Regions from separate parts of the Rattus norvegicus genome. Here region 1 is linked to region 2. A link is a contact called in public HiChIP or PLAC-seq data. All regions are on one chromosome and are shown on one strand. The core of a region is the stretch at or near the end of the contact, and the rest is flanking DNA. Distances in the headings are between cores, read along the strand shown.

Region 1 (4,181 bases), core at 303-2,802, 190 kb after region 2:
ACCCCTCCCCCACCCCGCTGACTTCAGTGCCTAGACCTTGCATTTACAGGTGAGTCACTCGTGGCTAAAGATCCTGAGGAGAAGAAAAACGCAAAAGTCGAAAGACTTACTACTTTAGGGAACTAAAGCCTGTCTGCACAAGTCCCTTATGTGAGTTCCATAAATAAATAAGAAACCATAGAGGGAGGGCGAGATTCCTTGGCAATCAGAGCGTTCGCCTTAATCACACTCCCATGGGAAAACAAATACAGAAGCAGAAGTTCCTCTCGCAGGTTTAGCTTAGACAATCCCTGAAAAGAAGTGAGTACAAGAGGCTTTTCCCAGAAGGAAGCATGTAGAGGCGCGCCGAAATATCCGTTTCAGGGGCAGCACCTTGAACCCCCTTTTCAAAAGACCTACTATCCCAGGCTTCTGGACTCCAGCCTCGAGGCTCCAAAACCCTTCGGGCATATCCGGACCGGCCCTCCCACCATGGTTTGGCCAAGATCCCTGGATAGAGCCAAATCCAAGCTCGTTCAACTGCCAGGACGCCTACAGGCGCTCCACCTGCTGGGCAGCCCATTGGGCTGCTAACCCACACCCCCACGCAGCTTTGGAGTGCAGGGTCCGCAAAGGGCATGGGGAGGCACGGCTACAAAGTGGGGGAGAGCCGGACCGAGCCAAGAACAGACTACCATGCCACCCCACCAGATTAGGGATTTTTCTTGCCACCGGACAAGGCTTTTCTGGGAATCTGCAAGAAACCTCTCTACATGGTAGCATCCCTCGAAAGGACCCTACAACTCGCCCCTTTGCCCCTAGCAGCTCCTTACTGTTGAGACCTTACTTTGGCCCCCCTCAGCGGTAGTAGACATCTTTTCCCCGAGGAAAGCTGAGGGTGACCGGATGGCTCGGGACACACCCTCGGTTCTCCAACAGGTGAGAAGCCTCACTTTGATCTCCAGGCAGAAACCTCTGCCCTAGGTGCCCAGGAATATCAAACAGCACGGATCGCATTCTTTGCCTAGAAAGCCCACCGTAGCGCCTCGGTCGCCCTCTCTAGGGCTGAAGTCCCTTGGGCGTAGACAGTCCGTGCTGGTCACCTGAATCCCGGAGACCCGGAGCAAGTAGGTGCGCCCTGCGCCCTCACCTTTGTAGCGCTCCATCGCCGGCGCGGTGTGCGCTCTCGGCACTGCTATCTGCTCCGCGCTGAGTTCTCCGCGCAGGGCTCCGCGCTGGGCTCCGAGCCCTGGCTGCGCGCTGGCCCCTCCCAGTGAGGTCACGCTCGCCTCCCGACCTCCCGGAGTGGCCGCCGCGCCCCTAGTCCTCGGATCCTGACTCCACCCGGGCGAGCTGTCCTGGACCCCGCCAGGAATCTCCGCAGCTTGTCAGGACAGTCGGCGCTCCGGTCTTCGCGCACCCCACACTGGGCTCCCCGCCCGGAACGCAGATCACTTCCTCCAAGTCGGCCCGAGGGCGGCCGCGGAGGAAAAAAGAGCCTGGGACGTTCTTAAAGCCCGGGGGAGACTCCGGGACCAGCAAGCTCCCATAGGTCTCCACTAAGATCTGTTTTCTCCAGTACTGGGACTGCGAACCCAATGCCGGGAGGAGGAGACTGAGGGCCAACTGAGAGGTGGAGATGGGCCTAGAGCGCCTCCTGCTTGACTACTCAAGCCAGTGCGCCCGTATTCTGGGGTCTCCCGGATGCACTTCAACTAAGAAGTCTAGCCCTCGCCACCGATGGCCACCAGCTCTCAGTCCACCTTTCCTGGCACCTGTAGATCACGCTCACTTTAGAGCACAGGAAGACTCCTACTTGCAGCCTGCTCCCTGATCCCAGATTTTATGGGCGTCTGTAGCCTAGGCTTTCCTGGGGAGGATTATAGTGTCTGGAGTCTCCTCATCAAGCCTGGTCTTCCGGGAAAGATGGCACCTGTCGTGAGGTAGATGAGTCTGTCTGTCTACTCGGTGGTATTTCCACCTAGGAGCATACTTCATCTTTTTCTTTTGATATCTCTCCAGTCCTTTCAAACTCCTAAATCCTCCCCAAAGATCCACATCTTCTTTTAAATCTTCGGGTTTTCACTTTTTAAACTGTGCTATGTGCTGGATGCTTGGTTTCTTGACAAATTTCCCAACTTCCTGGAATAAACACTTAGGGATGATCTGTTATTTTCTGAAAGACCCCCTTCATGCTTCCTTGGAGCAGCAGAGTCAGCTCTGATCTCTGGAGATCTTCTGCCCAGCAATCTGCACAAACATTTTTCCTAGTTAGAGCAGCAGCTCACATGAACAGAGCCTTCCTCGTCAGCCAGGAGCCTTGCTCAGGGCCGGTGTGCCCCAGCCTTTCAGTTTGCCCGTTCACCATGAGGTAGCATGTCATTATCTGTCTCCTGTAGCGGAAACAAGTTTGGAGGGGGGGGGCACAATGTGACGTGGTAGGAACCTTAGGGATACCTACTTCCAAGTCTATGTGTGTGGGTCAGAGACTTCCACATGCCAGATGCACATGAACACATATGCAAGTATACACACACACATGCACACACACACACACACAGAGAGAGAGAGAGAAAGAGAGAGAGAGAGAGAGAGAGAGAGAGAGAGAGAGAGAGAGAGGAGAGTTGGTAGCAAGAAGGAGGAGGTGTTCTGCTGGCCTCCTGCACAGTGGCCATCAGAGTCAAACAGCTGTTTCTGCCTTGGTGATCTCCTACTTCATTCCCGCCTTCCTTTCTTCCTCTTGCAAATGGCCCAGCATGGCACACACCCTCTGTTCTGTGGTGGTTCCAGACCACTCTCAGTGGAGCCCTAGGTTTTCTTTGAAATGTTCAGTTTTAGGAAAGAAGCCTCAAGTCTGTGGTCACTGGTCACTTTTGGCTAGACTTCTGCCCTGCCTGCTGAAGTTGAGTAAGCAGGTCCGGGACCCACCCAGCAGTACTTATGAGCTAACCTTCTCACTGAAGGTTACAAGGTCCAGCACTGGCAGATATCACTAGGATTAAGAGTCTCCACTCTACAAATGATCACACAAAGAAGTGAGAAGACTTGCCCAGAGTCCTACAGAGCTAGGACACAAACCAAGCAGAACCCAGGTTTCCTGACTCCTACTGCCCTCACAGCCTTTCCTTCAGGCTTCCCTGTGACATTAACTGGACAGTGCTGTCCCCAGAAAATCCTCTGATACCTTCTGTCTCTGCCTTTCAAGAAAGTGTGGCACCCCCTTCTAGGCCAAGCTCCTTAAACTCTCCTTGTTTCTAAATAGCTTCCCTGAATCCTCTCCAGACACACAAAATATTAGAAATGCAGTTCGAGTCAGTCTAAACCTGTAATTCACAACCCGGTTCCAGAACAAAACAGAAATGGCAGAACTACCCTTGTGGTCTCCTGGGTGCAGGTGAACCTCTGCCCTTGGCAACTTTGTAACTTTCACAAAGGAAAAAGACACTGAGTTGCTGTCAGACACCTGAAACCAAGAGCAGCTCTGAGTCTTCTATCCAACACCACTGCTCTTTGGCGTGCTAGCCAAGCCAGCTATGGAGAGTAGCATATACTCCATAGACACGCTGAAGACAGAGGACAACACAGGTGCTGAGGGGAGTGGAGTCAGATCACAGGAATTCATCATGCTACTCAGAGTGGCATGATTTTTGAACCCATGAGTTACATATTTCTGGAATTTTCCATCTAATCTATTTTCAGATCACAATTGACCAGAGACAAATAAAACTGTTAAAAGTGAGCTCACAAGTGAGGGAGTGCTATTGTAAGTCCTAAACTAATTGTTAGCAACAAAGATGCTTTGGTGTCTCGCTTTTGAGACAGAGTCTCATGTGACCTGGCTACCCTAGTACTTACTATACAGCCAAGGATGGCCTCAACTCCTGATCCTCCTGCCTCTACCTCCCGAGTGCTCCAGCAACAGGAATGTGGGGGGGTTTTGTTGTTGTTGTTATTGTTGTTGTTGTTGTTGTTGTTGTTGTTGTTATTGTTGGTTTCTCTAACTCAGGGACCCAGGAGGGGTACCCAGTGGAAGGTGTTGCTTTACAAACCATACCCTCCTTACATGCACAACGCAGGAGGCACACATACTCCCGCTCTGCTTCCATGCAGATCTTAAGTAACTTGCCCACAGTCAGAGGTGAGCAGAAGCCAGGCAGTCACATAACGGCAGGCCTCTGACAACAGCTCGGTCCCAGGCTGGG
Region 2 (4,042 bases), core at 535-3,034:
CTATCCTATTGCTGCTTCTAAAATAAAAAATAAAAACTGAATATTATAAGTGAAGTGAAATTCATGAGCAAAATCAAAATTTGACCTTAGATGTTTAAAGACAAAAATTATAAGAAAAACCTTAGTTTTATTAATGAAAAAACAAACCAACCAACCAGAATTTGAAGTTAACTATTCTTTCTTTACCTGAGTTGAATAACTTTTGTATGCCAGAGTAGAATGCTAATACCTTTCAAATGGAAAAGAGCTTTCTCAGTAGGGCTGCTTGTGCTTCCAACCATCACTGGTTGAGTGTTCTGTTTATTAGTCACCACATAACTATAAACGGGCTTTCAGAGCTGAACGTGCTAAGCCAGCAGCATGCCGCACTGCACAGCATCAATGGAGAACTCTTTGGATCCCATGTGAAGGAACTAAAGGTTTATGAGTGGTTCCTCTTCTATCACACAGCCTTTCAATCTGCAAAAAATCAGACTCAGAAATGTCAACCCTACCCCATGGAACCTGTTCTTAAAACAAACAAACACCTTAAGTTTTTATTATTTTGAATTAGAAAAAGCCTTTAAAAAATTAAACACAGTCCGTGCATCTTCTGGTAGTCTTCCAAAATTATATTTACTTAGACGTTACAAAGGAGAAGGCATGGGTAACAGAACAAGATTACGGCCTTCCCAAAATCTTTCCTGAACAAGTAAAGACCAAAAAGGAACAATAAAAGATGTAGGCCAACCATTTCTGTTGTTTCATTTGTGTAACCATTAATTAACAAAGTGTCTGTACTCGGTGTACTTCATACATACGATAGCAGTTTCAATATCACTTGTTTCCGGGTCCTTAATCTCCCTCACAATATCTACACTACAAATACAAAGGTGTAGTTACAGTTGGAGAGACCACATCCACACTAATAAACCTGACACTTAACAGACTGATTTTCCTTTGGGTGGCTACACGGGCACCTTTGAAACGCTGTCATACTGATTTGTTTCACATTTTCCTCAGACAAGCATCCTGTGTATCACTTCAGAAGAAAAGTCTGAGCATCAAAGGAATGTGACACAGGGTCTGATAAACCGATGTCATATTTTTACTATACTCTTTTCTGACTCTAACAAACGGAAGCCACAGGACTCAAGCTCAGGTGTTCTGGGTCTCTTCTCTAAAGAGAAACCCGAGTCTCTTCTCTAAGTAAAAATCAAGATGTGGATATTTAACAAGTTACAAATTGTTAGCTGAGCCATCGGTACCTCGGCTGTTTCCCTGGGATTGCTACTTTGAGAATACGTAGAAGGAGACAAATAAATCCGAATTGACTGCCCTACCAAGATTCATGAAATACATTGGTATCTTTGGAAAAGCCAGACGCTGCTAACCGCATCCCCGGAGATCCCGCGCAGGTGCAGCGGGGGAGCGGCCGCGCTCCAGGCACAGCCCCCGAGGGCTCCGCCAGCATCGTCACGTCCACGCGTGGAGTCGCGTACCTCTCGGAGCTAGCACCCCGTCACGTCCACGCGCGCAGACCGACGCCCGCCGAGCCCCCGGCGCCCGTCCCGGACGCCCCTCGGCTACTCACCGTCCGTCGCCCCGTCCCGGGCCGCACCCTAGCGAGGCCGATGAAGCTCCGGCTCCGGAGCCGGCGAATCCATGGCAGCGTCTAGCGGACGCGGAGTGGGTGAGGAAGTCACTCGCGGAGACCACAGCCGATTCCTGGCTCTCAGCCGAGGTTTACCCCTAAAACCCCCGCGGAGCTGACACATCAACAAAGATGGCGGCGACGCCGAAGCCGGCGCGGCTACAGCTGAGAGGGCGGGGCTCCTTGAGGGAGCCAATCAGTGCGACGCAGACCGCGTGACGCTAAGTACCTGGAGGTGGGCTTGGTTTCGAGGCACCGCCTCCGGACGCGGCGGTTTCTAGAGGCCCCGCCCAGCGTCTCGGCGCCACCTCTACTCCCAAGGAGGCTGTGGCAGGCTGACTTACTGGCCCTTGTCCAGTTAGGTCACTCTTTCCCTTTCCCGCCCCAAGCCTGTGCTTTCTGTCGGTAGGAAGTTGCTATATCTTTCTTCCTCACCCTTTGGCCGGTCATCTAATGAGTCAGTCAGTGGCATAAAGTAATAAAAGAAAACTTGAGATTATGGCTTCCCCGTTCTGATGGTGCAAACTTTGCACTGGCCATGGGGTGAGCCAAGTCCAGAGGAGCGGCGGATGTGAGCATTCAAGCATTCATCCCTAGTAGAGCTCTGCAGGGTTTCCATAATATCCTTGCCCTGAAGTCTGCAAGTGGCACCCGTTTACTAGTAAGCTGTTGATGCGCTCATGAAGAGGTTCTAAGCCCTCCCACCCCCGCTCCGGGGGCTGGGTATCCCATCTGGTTGTAAGAAGGGTGTATATTATAGTGACTAAACCCACTTAGGGGAGGTAGGGAAGGTGAGCAGTTTTAGTTTGGAGATTTTGCAAACCACTTCTGTTCAGAAAAAAAAGATGTTTTGACGTTTTGAACGGTATAGACATAAAGGGATAAAAGACTCATCTTTAATGGCAAGTTTGTAAATCAAAAAACATATTACTGTTAACACTACTTTCATAATCACTGAGGAGGAAAAACTTCAACGTGGTATATTACTTACCCTCCGTCTTTTTTAATCAGAAAACATGGCCTCCCTCTTCAAATTATGGTAATGTAATTACAGCACATTTTACAATTAAGGTGCCATAGTGCTTTGAATAGGCTCCTGTGTTTGAATGCTTGGCCTATAGGAAGTGGCACAATTAGGAGGTGTGGCCTTGTTGGATGAGATATGTCATTGTGCAGGCAGGTTTTGAGGGCTCATAGAAAAGCTTTAGCCACGCCCACTGTGAGACAGGCGGTCTCCTCCTTGCTGCCTTGGAATCAAGGTGTAGAACTCTCTGCTTTCTCTCTCAACCCCATGTCTGCCTGCACACTGCTGTGCTCCCCAGCATGATGGTAATGACTAAACCTCTGAACCTGTAAACCAGGCTCGACTAAATGTTTGCTTTATAAGAGTTGCCTTAGTCATGGTGTTTCTTCACAGCACTGAGGCCCTAATTATGGGTTGAGCCAGGAGTAGTGGCTTACACCTGTTATCCAGACATTTGGGAGGTGCAAATAGGAACCACTTAGAGCTTAACCTCCAGGAGACCCTTTTTATAAATGCATACATACATACATACATACATACATACATATATACATACATGGGCTTTCTTGTTTTGGGGAAAAGAATGGTTTGACTTTAATTAAACATTACCAGTAAGATATGTTGTTACAAAAGGACTGGAAGGACAGAAACACTGAGTCGTTTATAGGCTCCTATTGTTAGAAGTAACCCTAGCATTATTCCTGAAATGTCTTTCAGAACTTATAACTGGTAATAAAATGTATTAAGTATGTCTGGGAAACTAATTTTTTAATCATAAGAGAAAAGAAATACTGGTCTAAAACCAAAGAGATGAGATTGAAATGTTGCAATCTAAAGTGGAAACTCTAAGGGTTCTTTGGAAAGTCAGTTTTGTCGGATGATGTTTTGTTGGGATGAACACGTGAAGGAGTGTTTCTTTAAAGTAGACACAGGCGTGAAAGGCTAAGGCAGACTCATGAAGGGATGTTTCACTGAAGCAGACACAGGAGAAAGGATGTTCTGCTTGAAGCCAAGGCTGAGTGAGGCCTGGCTATCTCTGCTAGGTAGCGCCCCTGCTGCTGATTCCTGTTTGCTATCCCAACTACAGAACTGGATTGCTGGTGTATCCATGAAGTGTTTGCGGGTAGATCTAGCTGCTGCTGCTGACCTGTGAACTGAACTTCGGATTTCCATACAACCCAGTTGGGATTCGCTCCAAAGAACCTTTTTAAACAGGTCCAATTCCCCATATCCTTTCTCTTCCATTACCTCTGGTGGGTGGTGGGCTACAAAGAAGGTTAGTGTTTAAGAACCATCATTAAAAATAGGTTTTGAAAAATTAAAGTTAGAGCAATCTTACATTTGGATTTAGAAATATCAAAATAAATTGGAGATTTTTTTTTTTC

Evidence for each region. HiChIP or PLAC-seq counts read pairs in DNA pulled down with a chosen protein or histone mark.
Region 1: an H3K27ac HiChIP or PLAC-seq map of oligodendrocytes shows a contact between it and region 2, with 9 times the contacts expected there. The contact joins the promoter of Afap1l2 here to the promoter of Ccdc186 in region 2. A contact is called at or near these places in 2 of 12 Hi-C or Micro-C datasets (mammary epithelial cells and psoas muscle) and 1 of 1 datasets of contacts at active chromatin or transcription factors (oligodendrocytes).

The regions. Positions count from the first base shown.
Region 1 is chr1:266,064,391-266,068,571 of GRCr8, forward strand. Afap1l2 (actin filament associated protein 1-like 2) reads right to left here and starts at 1,553. Exons shown (of 20, transcript NM_001305184.1): 1 at 1,130-1,553. The coding sequence starts at 1,145.
Region 2 is chr1:265,875,347-265,879,388 of GRCr8, forward strand. Ccdc186 (coiled-coil domain containing 186) reads right to left here and starts at 1,785. Exons shown (of 16, transcript NM_001427749.1): 1 at 1,574-1,785. It also overlaps a transcript of Tdrd1 not described here.